Linked DNA regions of Mus musculus: region 2 is linked to region 1. Evidence: chromatin contacts called from public Hi-C data. All regions are on one chromosome and are shown on one strand. Each heading gives the region's core, a stretch centred on a gene start, on an enhancer-like site or on the middle of the called end of the contact. The rest is flanking DNA. Distances are from core to core; before and after follow the strand shown. Region 1 has its middle 95 kb from the start of Gm17644. Region 2 overlaps Sulf1 (sulfatase 1).

Evidence for each region. A called contact is a pair of places that touch in the nucleus more often than the background predicts.
Region 2: a Hi-C map of muscle stem cells shows a contact between it and region 1, with 4 times the contacts expected there. The contact joins two enhancer-like sites. A contact is called at or near these places in 11 of 484 Hi-C or Micro-C datasets (the MNK3 cell line, embryonic stem cells, muscle stem cells and 2 more), 3 of 115 datasets of contacts at active chromatin or transcription factors (embryonic stem cells and fibro-adipogenic progenitors) and 1 of 9 other capture datasets (embryonic stem cells).

What each region holds. Positions count from the first base shown.
Region 1 is chr1:12,569,543-12,576,378 of GRCm38.p6, forward strand. No RefSeq gene overlaps it. Among named protein-coding and RNA genes, the nearest start is that of Gm17644, 95 kb to the right of the region's middle. Within about 2 kb of position 2,634, at least 23 of the 459 cell types and tissues checked have an H3K27ac peak or open chromatin away from gene starts, as enhancers often do. A contact at or near this core is called in muscle stem cells, where this site is marked.
Region 2 is chr1:12,830,034-12,837,149 of GRCm38.p6, forward strand. It overlaps Sulf1 (sulfatase 1), which reads left to right. Exons shown (of 22, transcript NM_001198565.1): 13 at 6,080-6,296. Among named protein-coding and RNA genes, the nearest start is that of Sulf1, 140 kb to the left of the region's middle. Within about 2 kb of position 5,753, at least 79 of the 459 cell types and tissues checked have an H3K27ac peak or open chromatin away from gene starts, as enhancers often do. A contact at or near this core is called in muscle stem cells, where this site is marked.

The sequences.
Region 1 (6,836 bases), core at 1,384-3,883:
AGATACAACCTTTCACATTAGTTTCTTTCTTTTTTTGTTACAACATGTGAATAAAATAAACTTTTGTGTAGTAATATTTTGACTCTATTAAATTCTCTAATTGGCCTTAATGAGTCTCTTGAATTCTCTTAGACTTTCTTGAGTTTTTAGATTTTATTACAAATTTGTAACTTTAATAACATATTGAGTGTTGTTTCTTTTTTTTAAATCCAGATGACTTTTTCTCTGGTCTTACCACAACTACCTTTTATCTCCAGTATAGTTATGACTGCTATTCCATTCCTAGGGTCAAAAGGAATTCTTCACACTTGTGCAGGACTTGCCATAGAGTTTGTCTCAATTACTTTGATCAAGTAAAAGAAAATCACTGATGGGCTATGAGAAGGCTTAGCAGATATGGGGCTTGCTGCCAAAACTGATGACCTGATTTAAATCCCCAACGCTCACAAAGTAAAAGAAAAGAATGAAACTCTACAAATTATCTCAGGACTGTGCATCTGTATACACATACACACTCACACACACACACATATACAAACACACATGGGGAAATAGCTGAAATTTAAAGAAAGGAAAAATCAGAGCTCTTCTCATGTTTCTGAGGGTTTTCATAGTGAAAGAATGCAGCATTTATCAGACGAATGTTCTGTATCTATTGAGATAACCAAATGTTTAGTGGTTTTACTGTGTGTTTATGGAATTACATAGGAGTTTTAAATGTTAAGCATCTTCATTTTCCTAGCAAACCTGTTGTGATTATATGCATTATGGTATATAGATATCTCACATGCATGCTCACAAAGAAAAATACACATATATGTATCTACATCACAATATTCATTTCCTGTGATATTCCTAAGTGGTTTTTTTTCTTATTTATTATTTTACTTGTATGGGTACTTTGCCTTCATGTATGTCTATGCACCAGGTACATACAATGCCTGCAGAAGGCAGAAGAAGGCATTGAGTTGCCTGTAACTGAAAGTTACAAATACATCTGGGCCTCGCAATGGATGCTGGGAATCAAACTTAAGTCCCCTGAAAGATCAACAATGCTCTGAACTGCTGAGCAATTGCTCCAGCATTTTCTAGCTCATAAAATGAGATGAGAAGAACTTTATCTAAATAGTATTTACTATTACCTGGAGCATGCTATAATATACAGGAACTGTTATATAAATAATATATATGTCATATATATGTATGCACACATATATACACATATACATATATACATATATGTATATACATACACATCATATATACACATATACATATATACATGTATGTATATACATGCACATCATATATGCACATATATGTATGTACATATATACATATATGCACACATACACTTATACATATATATATGCAAACATATATATATAACATATAAACACATATAATACATATATACAAAATGTAACATATGTTATATATACACGTATACGACAGATAATATAGTGTATGTGTGCACATGTGTGCATGCATAAGCATGAGATTATATGCAACTGTGTATGTATGTATCTATCTGTACTTCTGTGTGGAGATCTCAGTTTCCCCTCAAATGTCTTCGTCAATCACTCTCCACCTTACTTTTTAAGGTAAAATCTCTCCCTGAAGCTAAGCTTGGAAATTTGATGACATTAGTAACCTCTAGGCCCCAGGAATCTCCCCATTGCCTCCTCCTGATAGGAAGTGTCACTATGGCCAGCCTTTTAACACAGGTGTTGGTACTTTAATTCAGATCTAATGTTTGGGCAAAAAGCTTGTTGTTACCTGAGCCATTTCTGTAGCCTCTATGATATTTTTAACTCACAAGTCATGTGTTTACTGGTTTGCTTTTTTTAAGTTCAATATTTAGCAAGCTATTCTCCCTAGAAATTTTCCACTGCATTTAGGTTTTTTAATTATTGCATATCTGATGTTTTACTTCATTACAGTAAAATTATAATATTTTCATTTCTGTACAATTTTTAAATTAATAAATAGGAGCTAGGTGTTAAGGCAGAATTGCCATGAATTCAGTGCCAGTCTCAGATCCATGACAAATAGCAATCCAGCCTGGATTACAGATGAGACCCTGTCTGCAAAAGAAAAACAAATAAATAAATTGTACACAGTTATTACATAGAAAGTGAATATGATGCTTTTATATGTAAATCTAGTTAGACAGATATATAGACAGGCAGGCAGGCAGGTAGACAGATAAACATGGTTAAGTTTTCAAATGTGTAAAATATTTTTGATCCTATGAAAATATCATTATTCTCCTACTTATAAGCATATACATTTGAATTTTCCAAGATTATGACCCTTATTGACACATAACCTAGCTCCATAACTCTGCTCCCTTTGTCTCCCCATGGCAGAGACTCATAGGATTCAGTGAGCAAGCAAAAGAAAAGAGAGAAACCTCCAGGGTATACACGGTCTGAGTGCACTCTTCGTCATGAGGATCAAAATCGCCAAGAGTCCATGTCGCTTTAAGGAAAGATCAGCTCTCTGTAGAGGGTTGTTTCATCACTTTTTATTTCATCCTTTGAGTGACTTAATATCCCCAAAACAAATCTTGCCGCGCTGTGCTCAGAAAGTTTTCTTTCTTTCCTGAAATTTGAACCTTTCTAACCACGTAACAGTTGCTAAGCAATTTGGAATGGAGATTAGCATAGATCTGGGCAGCACAAGCAGTCCTTTGTGAGCAATAAACAGTCTACTTTTCATTTAAAAAAATTAATATCCATGTCTGTGATGCTCACTAAGACTGTTTTGAAAATAAGCTAGATCTAATCCTCTTCTTTTTAATTTCTTGGAGACTGGCACCACTTGATCTGATTATGTAATGTTAAAATTGTAAGTTTTATGAGCTGCGCACACAGCCTGGCAGTATTAAAGCATCCAGCAATTAATAAAGTACCCCTGACTCTGTCCCTTTTTAAATTTTTTTTATTTGTTTGTGTATAGGGGGCTGTTGGTATCAGCTCAGAGGACAATTTTCAGAAGGTCCAGGATCCAATCCAGGTTGTCAGTTTGACAGCAAGGACATTTCTCACCTGCAGGACCATGTCACCCAAGCTTCTACCTGTTGAAGGAGGTTCCAAGGTCAGGTAGACCAGGAAACCTTGAAGTAGAAATTAAGTTCTGTTACCTGAGACTTTTGAAAGTCAGTCTAATTGGTTTGTTTTCTTATAAATCAGCTCCCTGTTTGTTTCACAGAACCTTATACTTCCCACCAAGAATCTTCAGTTAAGACCAGGATTACCAGTCCCAGGAAAGCTTTCTCTAGACCATCATGTTCACTGTATACAAATCTACAGGATGGGTTCTCGGGCTCAAATTTACCAAAGGAAAGTTCCTGATGACCTCAGCTCCATGTCTAGGAGTGGAACAAGGTGAACAGCCTCCAGTGTCTTTCCCGGGATTACCTGCCTAGCATTCCATGAATTCCTCTCACGGCACTCACCCTGTGAATTCTCAAGCTTACCACAGTTTTCCACCTTAGCAACAAGCTTTTCTCTTTAGAAATATTTCTAGGCCTGGCCTAGCATAACCCCCCCCCCCCCCCCGGACACATCACTTGAGCTGTGGAACTTCAGTAACCACCAAGAAAAACTCATTCCTTCTAAGATGCAGACTGAGAGCTAAGAACACAGAGGGAAAAAAGGATTATTCCAAAGTGAGTTGCTAAAGACACCGTGGCTAGTATTTCACACGAACGCATACTGACATCACTGGAGTAGGTATAGATACTAAAATACCACACTTGGACAGTTGAGATCCTGCGACCAGTAATGGCTCTTCGTGCCTGTACTGACTACATTTTGTCAACATGACAAACCTAGTCATGCCAGGGGAAGGGAACCATAAATTGAGGACTTCCCCCCATCTGACTGGTGTATGGGCGTGTCTGTAGAGCATTTTATACATTACTATTAATTGATGTAGGTGAGTGGGACCATTGTGGGTGGTGGCAAGCCTGGGTAGCAAGGCACCTGGCTTGTCTATGAAAGATAGCTGAGCAAGCCAGGGGAAGCAAACCAGTATTTCTTCTTGGTTTCTGTTTACAACTCTTGCCTGGTGCTCCCGCTTTGGTTTCCCTCCTTGACAGCCTGTAAAGTGTGGGGTGTCATGACATAGAACCTTCTCTCCCCAGGTTGGTTTTTCCCAGAGTTTTATCACAGCAACAGAAAGACAAACTGGAACATGGAACAAGCCTGGCAACCTGAGTTTGATTCCCAGAACCCACAAAGGTAGAAGGAGAGAACTGACTCCACAAAGCTGTTACGTGGCCTCCACATATATGCACAAACACATGCACACACCATGTAAAACAGGCCTGCATGCAATGATTGATTAATTAGTAACCTTAAAATAAGTATCTTTTCAAACTTTGGGATTAAGCAGCTCAGCAGGATTTATGGAGCATAGGTTCTATAGATGACACTGGCCAGTTCTTGGGAAGAATATAAAATTCATATCCCAATAAGCTCATCACCTATTAAAGTGGTATAAGATATTCTATAATCACATTTTAAAGTACAGTGTGAGATTAGGAAGATATCTTAGAAGTGAGGTACCTTGCAAAGGCCCTGAATTTGACCCTCATTCTCTAGTAATTAATTAGAATTATTCTGGAGTCTACCACAAACTTACAACAAGAAAATGACATATACTTCTATACACTTTACAGCTCCTAGATTGTTGGGAGTTATTAAGACAACACAATTGTCCTGATTTCTGAATTGGGCCTCTCCCCCCAAGAAGAAAAGGGGGGGTCAAAAGCAGGTCACCGACATACCGCTCTGAGAACAACCACAGATTGTTCCAGCCCTAAGTCAGTGCCGGATGTCCTGACCACACCCTAATACCACCAAGTTCCTGCTTTCCTGTGTAGTCGCCCAAAGAGAAATTTCTGCTGCCCCATCCCTCCTGCTGAGAAGTACTTCCTCTTTTTCCTATCCCCATCACTCCTACTGAGAAGTGCTTCCTCCTTTGCTGTGTATTTCCACTGCCCCATTTCTCCTGCTGAGAAGTACTTCACCTTTTGTTTGTGCATTTAAGCCTTGAGCCTTGCTAATACAGTGACACCTTGATGCTAATCAGACTGTTTACATGTCGTTTCTCACACTTGGTATCCATCTAAGAACCCCATTTGGTTCTTAGGAGAAGGTCCCCTCGAGACCCTCAAATAACTGGACCTGCTGGACGGGTCACTAGATTTCAAACTTCCACCTTGAGGGAGAAGAGGGGATTAAATTGCTCCTAAAATAAATCACAAGCAAATGAAGTCATAGTAGCATCAGTGACCAGCTAACAGCCAAGGAGCAATATACAGGATCTTTCAGAAGGAACGGTGACCACAGGCTGGTCGGGCCACTGCTAAACATAGTATGATACCACTTGTTCAAACACACAAGTAAGGGATGCTAAAGCATGATTCTTTCACCTTTCTTCCACATTCTCTATTTTGACTAATAGTAGTGTGAAGTTGTTGTTGTTGTTGTTTAGAGACATAGTCTCATTATGTAGCCTTGAATTATGTAGCCTTGACTGACCTAGCACTCACTAGGTAGACCAGGCTGGCCTCAAACCCACGGAGATCTACCTACCTCTGACTCCCACATGAATGGATTAAAGGTGTCCAACACCACAACAGGTTGACAATGGAATGTCTACTTCTTAATAATGTTCTAGAGGCGTTTTCCTGAGGATCTAAATTAATTCACCAAATCCAGATGTTTACAAAGTGCTTTTGCATTCCTTTCATGGGAGGCAGAAGCAGGGAGGTAACTAGCTCCTGACTGTCTAGCTTAATGAGTTTGATGAGCTTCAGAACAATGAGAGACCCTACCTCAAAACAAATAAAAAGGATTTCAATTTTCTAGTTGTTTTTATGTTTGGATTAATGTCCCTAGTTTCAATTAGAAGTATAAGAATTGATTTTGTCTATTTATATTTGTCTTTCTGGAAACAAAAAAGTATGAAGTGCACTTTCCAATACCCTTTTCAAAGGGGAACACTTTGTCTTAATGCTTCTTATCATAAAAGAATGTAGGGTTTGTCAAATATCTTTACATTGCTCTTTGAGGAAACTGTAAGTGTTTGTCATTTATTAGATACCATGATTACATTATACTATGTTTTTTCTGATATTAAATAAACCTCCAATTCAAAAAAAATAATGTTCTAGAGGATATCATTATCATAGAAAAGTTAAACTCTAAAATAATTACCAAGTTTATATTGTACAATGCCAAAAAACCCCAAGTAAAATATTTGAGCTCATGATCAGTCTCACTAAAAATTACCCAATTGGCAAATTTATAATTTGTTCAGAGCAGTAAAAATAGGCCATAGTCATTTTAATGGACAGGTGATGGATGCATCCATGCAATACCTAAGATATTCTCTCTACATTTTTTCCTAAACCATTATAAGAATTTTAATTTTTCCCACTAGAATTATCAGTATGTTAGGAATGAGCCTTTACACAGGTTTCATTATAATGAAAACTGGTCCTTTTTAAGTTTTTTACCAAACTTCTAATTGCAGCAGTGTTGTTTGAGAAGAAAAAGGAGAGAAAGAAGTATAAATGGGAGGGGAGGAGAGGGAATGGGATAGGGAAGGAAGGGGAGGGGAGAGGAAGGGATGAGATGGAAGGGGAGGGGGCACTAAAACACTCAGAATTAAGAAGAAAAAAATATTAAATCAAGTGTTGTATAATCACGTAATGAATGAATTACCAAACAGCCATTCCCCAAAACAACAAACAGAGACCATGATTATATGGTTTGCATTATTTTTATGAAATACAAGTAGATCCACCATCCAGCCAT
Region 2 (7,116 bases), core at 4,503-7,002, 260 kb after region 1:
CAGAAAATTGGACATAGTACTACCGGAAGATCCCGCAATACCTCTCCTGGGCATATATCCAGAAGATGTTCCAACTGGTAAGAAGGACACATGCTCCACTATGTTCATAGCAGCCTTGTTTATAATAGCCAGAAGCTGGAAAGAACCCAGATGTCCCTCAACAGAGGAATGGATACAGAAAACGTGGTACATTTACACAATGGAGTACTACTCAGCTATTAAAAAGAATGAATTTATGAAATTCCTAAGCAAATGAATGGACCTGGAGGGTATCATCCTGAGTGAGGTAACCCAATCACAAAAGAACCAAGAACTCACATTATATGTACTCACTGATAAGTGGATATTAGCCCAGAACCTTAGAATACCCAAGATCCAAGATACAATTTGCAAAACACATGAAACTCAAGAAGAACAAAGACCAAAGTATGGGCACTTTGCCCCTTCTTAGAATTGGGAACAAAGCACCCATGGAAGTAGTTACAGAGACAAAGTTTGGAGCTGAGATGAAAGGATGGACCATCTAGAGACTGCCACACCCGGGGATCCATCCCATAATCAGCCTCCAAACGCTGACACCATTGCATAAGCCAGCAAGATTTTGCTGAAAGGACCCTGATATAGCTGTCTCTTGTGAGACAATGCCAGTGCCTGGTAAATACAGAAGTGGATGCTCACAGTCAGCTATTGGATGGATCACAGGGCCCCCAATGGAGGAGCTAGAGAAAGTACCCAAGGAGCTAAAGGGATCTGCAACCCTATAGGTGGAACAACAATATGAACTAACCAGTACCCCCCAGAGCTGTGTCTCTAGCTACATACGTAGCAAAAGATGGCCTAGTCAGCCATCATTGGCAAGAGAGGCCCCTTGTTCTTGCAAACTTTATATGCCCCCAGTACAGGGGAACGCCAGGGCCAAGAAGTGGGAGTGCATGGGTAGGTGAGTTATGGGGGAGGGTATGGGGGATTTTTGGGATAGCATTTGAAATGCAAATGAAGAAAATACCTAATAATAATAAAAAAAGAAACATGGAAAAAAATTAGCCACCACTCATGGAGTTCGAATTACTTCCAACTGTGTTAGGAATGAAGATGTAACAACAGAGCTAGCTGAGCTGAGCACCCTTCTCTGGGTGAGCTCATCTGGGCTGTGTGTCTCCAGCCACTTTCCTGAACCAACCCAGCTCCCTCTCACTGGATCAGGGTGTAAAGAAAACTGTCCCTAAACTGTCCAGGATAGACTACAGGTAAACGAGCGTAGGCGGCCCACTGCGTAGTTGTCAGGATTGCATGAGTAAGTTCATGTGACTTGCTCCTAACATCACAGAAGCATTGGGCAGCACTGATGGTGGAGGTAAAAACAGTAATGAATGAAAATGTTTTCAAAGCTGGGCGGTGATGGCACACGCCTTTAATCCCAGCACTTGGGAGGCAGAGGCAGGTGGATTTCTGAGTTCGAGGCCAGCCTGGTCTACAAAGTGAGCTCCAGGACAGCCAGGGCTACACAGAGAAACCCTGTCTCGAAAAACGAAAAAAAAAAAAAAAGTTTATTAAAACCTATGTGATGTTTTTCTCATTTGATTCAATTTTCCCCATCTAGCTGTATAGGGACCCTTGTGCCAAAATAACCAGGCAGCCTCCTTCACTGGACATTCTCTACATACAGGCAGGTGCAGGCAGCCTCAACCTGGACTCGTGATTACCAAACTTGGTGATGCTCCACTGAGATAACGTTAGAGGACAATTCAGGAACAGGTCACAAGGTCCTGGCCCCCAGTGCCAAGTCAGTGTCGTTGCAAAGGCAAATAATAATGAAGAGAGGAATTTAACAAAGAACCATATCCAGAACATTGCTGATTATAAGTATCAAGGACTTTGAGGTGGGAATGTATGATACAACTGGTAAGTTTATTGACACAAACTTACCAGTCAGAAAACAGAATGAGAATTGAAGTGGTCTAACTCCAGAAAGCAGGGAAGAGGTCTGAATGGCTGGTGCAGATGCAGACAGGGTGGTATAGTGATGGGACTGGTTACCAAGGAGCCTCAGACGTAGGTCAAAGCTGGTCAGAAATAACCATGTGTCTGTGGGGATGCTTGAGGGACACAGCGGACTCCATGTCCCATCAGCTGGCCGGTACCTCGCAGAAGAGCCACACGTGAGGCAAACACCTCTTTGACCATTACACAGCTTGCAGTCTTCATTTCAGAATAACTCTCTTAAGAGTTCCTTTTCTCTGGTATTTCACCTGTAAATTCTCTGGGTGAAGCCCCAAATCTAGTGGCAGCTGTTTCAAGGTTTTATTGCAGTCATAAAAATTGTCATGATAAGAAACACTGAAGTGGTAATTCTGTTTCATTAAAATTCCTGGTATGCTTGCCCTGGGATGCTTCCTTAAACCTCTAGCTAATTACTCTATGTAGTGGGGCTGTGACTTCTTCAGAAGGTCCATGGTGGAGAAGACAATTGACATTTTGGTCAATGGATATTGCCTTATGTATGTGTAGATGTATGTATATAGCTGTGTTGTATAGAAGTGCGTGTGTGTGTGTGTGTGTGTGTGTGTGTACATTAAATACATGCAGATATATATGTGTGTGTGTGTGTGTACATTAAATACATGCAGATATATATGTGTGTTTGGCTTTGTGTGATGTATTGTCTGCTCCAGAAACAATACCATACACTGAGACTCTTAACTCACTCCTCAGGAAAGAATTCCTATTCCTTTTTCACAGGAAATCCATGAGGAATTTAGCTGATGGCAAAATGGGCTGGATTCCAAGTAGGCGGTCACTAGAAACTCTACACACATCATCGTGTTCTGCAAGAATCTGCTTGTACCATCCACTTCTCTAAGCCAAAAGAAAAAAGAAAAAGAAAGAAAGAGAGAGAGAGAGGGAGGGAGGGAGGAGGAAGGAAGGAAGGAAGGAAGGAAGGAAGGAAGGAAGGAAGGAAGGAAGGAAGGAAGGAAGGAAAGAGGAAGGAAGGGAGGCAGGCAGGCAGGCAAGCAGAAAGTTAGTACCACAGTACTGGGGTTCAGTCCTTACTATTTGTCCAAGTGCAGTAGCATAGGCAGCCCCAGTTGCAGGAGGTTGAGACAGGAGGATCATTTGAAGCCAGGAGCTGAGGCCAACCAAATCTCAGAAGTGATTCTGTTTGTGCCAGAGATGGTGTGAATTGGAATCACAGACAGCCCTTGCCTTTTAGGAGTAAATTGGCCCCGTTTTCGTGGGTGGCAGGTGCTGAAGCTTTGCTCTGGCTGGCACTTGGCTGTGGGTGGAGTCACTGCCTACTTCTGCTCCTCCAGGCCCTAGGCCTGCATACGCTGGGTGGAGAGACTATCCAGATGGATGGCTGCATCTTAAGCCATTTGGATTTAAGACAGAAGCAGACACTGAATCACTATCCCCAAAATTTCCAACTATGAAAAGTTATTTCTTTTGGTAATACTTACCCACAATAAGAATTCTGTATAGTGTGCAGTTATTTCATAGTGAAAGTATCTTTCAGCTTTGACAAACTTCTTTTGGGTCCCTAAACACACTTTTTTCAAGCTCAGTGATCGTCCCTCTGAGTGCCACCAAACCCTGCCTACAAATTGCTGAACTTTGCTTTGCATTCGGAATTCTGGAGCAGACTCTGAGGCGAAGACTCACTCATTTGTCCACTACCTGGAGAGGGAGCTAGGCAAGCTGCCTCCGTATAAGCGGACCACACATCCTGACGCGCAGAAGTGCAGGTCACAGTTTTCGTCCTGCCATAATCATTTTTGAACCAACTACATCTGCACATTTTTAGACACATCTTTCCATGTACACAAACCCCAAATGTCTGTATCCTTTTCAAAGACTCAAACACCTGAGCTATTGAGACTGAAATATTTTCCTTCTGCCGATTTCCCCAGCAAAGATTCCAGCTGCAAAGAGGTCCATGAAAGACATTAAAATCACGTAGGATTCTAATCACAAGTGCCAGTATCTAGTCAAAGTTGGGACTCATTCCCAACTTTGTGACACGGCTGAGTTGGGCCTAAACAAATTTATTCATATGTTTGTTTGTTTGTTTGTTTGTTTGAGATAGAGTCTTACAGTCCAAGCTGCCTCCAGACTTGTCTCAGCTTCTTGAGTGCTGAGAATACAGGCATCAGCTACCAGATTTATTGGTTTATCTGAGTGTTAGATTCCCTGAGACTGGAGGTCCTGGTGGATGTGAGCTGCCTGGTCCAGATGGATGCTGGGAACTGACCCTGGATGTGCTAGAAGAGCAGAAAGTGCTTAGTCACTGAGCCTCCTCGCTAGCCTCTACTTAATCTTCTGCAGCTTGGTCCTCACATTGCTGTGGTCTGTGTTGCCTTTTCCTGACGTGGCTTGGTAGTTAGCTGCCTTTTCTTCAGCAACCTGCTCTTCTGTGTGAAGACCTTGAAGGTTCAAGGCACTTCAGGCCAAGCCTGAAAAGAGACGAATGTAACATGGCTTGAAATAATCATTTGGAAACAGCAGAGGTGTGGAGGCTCAGGTGGGACCATAGCGTGAGTTCTAGATGCTCAGGGCGTGGGGTCGAAAGCCCCAATGCTGCTCTGATAATTATACATATAGCACAGGCATGCGGCTCTCTTGATGAAAATGGATGTTAACCGCAGAGCCCTTGCTCACGGCGAAGGCTTGCCCATGATTTACTATGCATTTGATTTATCTGCTGACAGAACCATCACATTGCTTGGCCAAGCTTTTTTACATCAGAGACGCCTCCTGGTGGTATTGGCTTACCAGTGGGAGATATGAGCTACTCATAGACACTACTAGAGTGGGTATCCTATTCACACATGACTTCTTTAGGTTTTTGAGACAGGTTTTCTCTGTGTAGGCCTGGCTGTTCTGAAACTTACTCTGTAGACTGGTCTGGCCTTGAACTCAGAGATCCGCCTACCTCTACTTCCCAAGTGCTAGGATTAAAGTCCTTACCACCAAGACAGGACTTATCTGAAATTATGTGTGGCTCAGCCCGCATGGATATTTAGAGCATACGTATATTGTGCTGGTGTCAGCTTAGAAACCTATGCATTGAAATACACACAATAATAGCACACAGGCGACACTTGTATATGGGAGGGAGAAAAGGATACATTTAACAGTGCTAGTCCTTATCCAGGCTCACTCTGTTGTCTTGCTAACATAGCTTCAAATGAAGGCCAGGATTCTTCCTACTGACCAGTGAGTCCTTTAGGGCTTGTAAGAGAAAAACTGAAATGTAAAGAAGTTATTGGGCCTTTCGAATGGAGAGGGGCTTCTGAGAGGCCTCCCGGGGTGAAAAGACATTGTTGGAACCAGAACTGTGAACTTGCTGCATTCCCACAGCTGTGGACAAAACAGGAACTAGGAACCCCAATGCGACCCCCACTACCACCCCCGCAGAGCGCATTTTCTGGGAAGGTCGAATCAGTCTCCCTGGGACCCACCACATGCTGCGGGCGTGAAGAGTTTGTAGGAGAAGAAGGAAAATCAAAAGAAAACACGATGAGTTTGCCAATGTCTGGGATACCCAGAGTTGGCTTTGCCGGTAATGGCCTCAAATTAAATTCCTCTCCGTCTTGCTCCTCTGCCACTCTGCCCAGGCTCACTTTAGAAACCAAGAGGCAGAGAACAAAGCAGGCAAGTTTGTTTTTCCAGAACAAATGGGGCAGTTTGGGGTCCTGGTGGAAGCAGCGCTGACAGCTGGCTCCGTGTTGGGACACTAAGGGTTTTAACACGGTTCATTCAAGACTGTTTAGTCTGGGGGCGGAGGATTCATTTATCAGCGCCAGTGTCATCGAGGCAGTTCTGATTCCCAATGATTTGTCATCTGTATGTGCCTGCCACAAACGAAATAGAACTGAGCAGTTACTGCAGGGTCACTTAAAAGCCAGTCCCCTTTCATTTATGCTCCTTAATGGAATTAGCAGTGAGGGACGGGGCAGGGGTGGGGGAGGGGGGAGGTGATGATGGGGGACCGGACTGACGGACACCTAGCTACTGCTAGGGTGCTTTGTAAATAACAACTGGCTCAGCATCGCCAACTGCTTCCCGCTGGCTCTTGCAGAACTGGCAGTGCATCGAGGACACATCCGGCAAGCTCCGAATCCACAAGTGTAAGGGACCCAGCGACCTGCTCACGGTCCGTCAGAATGCACGCAACCTCTACTCTCGCGGATTGCATGACAAAGACAAAGAGTGCCATTGTAGGGACTCTGGCTATCGCTCGAGCAGAAGCCAGAGAAAGAATCAAAGGCAGTTCCTGAGGAACAAGGGAACACCAAGTAAGCTCAACCTTGTGACCCCCCCCAGCCCCCCCCCACACCCCACACACATACAGCGGCAGGAGGATCCCTTTTCAAGACAACCTCCCCCGTGATTCACACACAAATGAGATGTTCTCGGTGCCTAGATTTCAGGATAAAAGCAAAAATCATTGCTCAGTTTAAAGTAAGATAGCAAAGATCAGCTAGAAATTTTACTTTGCGAGCATTTTCACTTAGTATAGAATAAAAATCCACTTAGTAACTTCCTAGGGACCAGGGCATCCACACACGCAGCGGGTGTCCCTCGGGACCAGTGGGGGAGGGTTAGAGCCATCTGACTTTACCTTCATGGTAATGCTCTAATATGCCTGCCTTAACTTGATTTAAAAGTTAAATTTTAGGTATCAATCAGTTCATGTGTGTTTAACCTTAGAGGAAAGACATGAGCAGTTTTTAAACGCATATTTTTCATGTTTTAGACTGTATCTTTAAATGTTGTCAGACGCTTGTATCTTGTTGAGTGGCAGTATCAAATTAGTTGAACTCAGTACAGCATATCCTTACTGCCTACAGGTTTTTTGTTTCTTTTTTTTTTTTTTAGTAAAAACTCTCAGGTAACTGATTGATACAGACTACAGAAAACAGGAGGAACATCTACTGAAGAATGATAGTCTACTGCCACCTCGTGGCATATTAGAGAAGTGGCTCAAATCTGTGCACATTCTATGTCTGGAAACAAATAAGTTCTGTTTAATTGGACACAAAACACTTAAGAGACTCAGAGTTCCTTAAAGCGACATTTTTGTGCTGAACAGAATAGACTAGAGGGCCATGAATT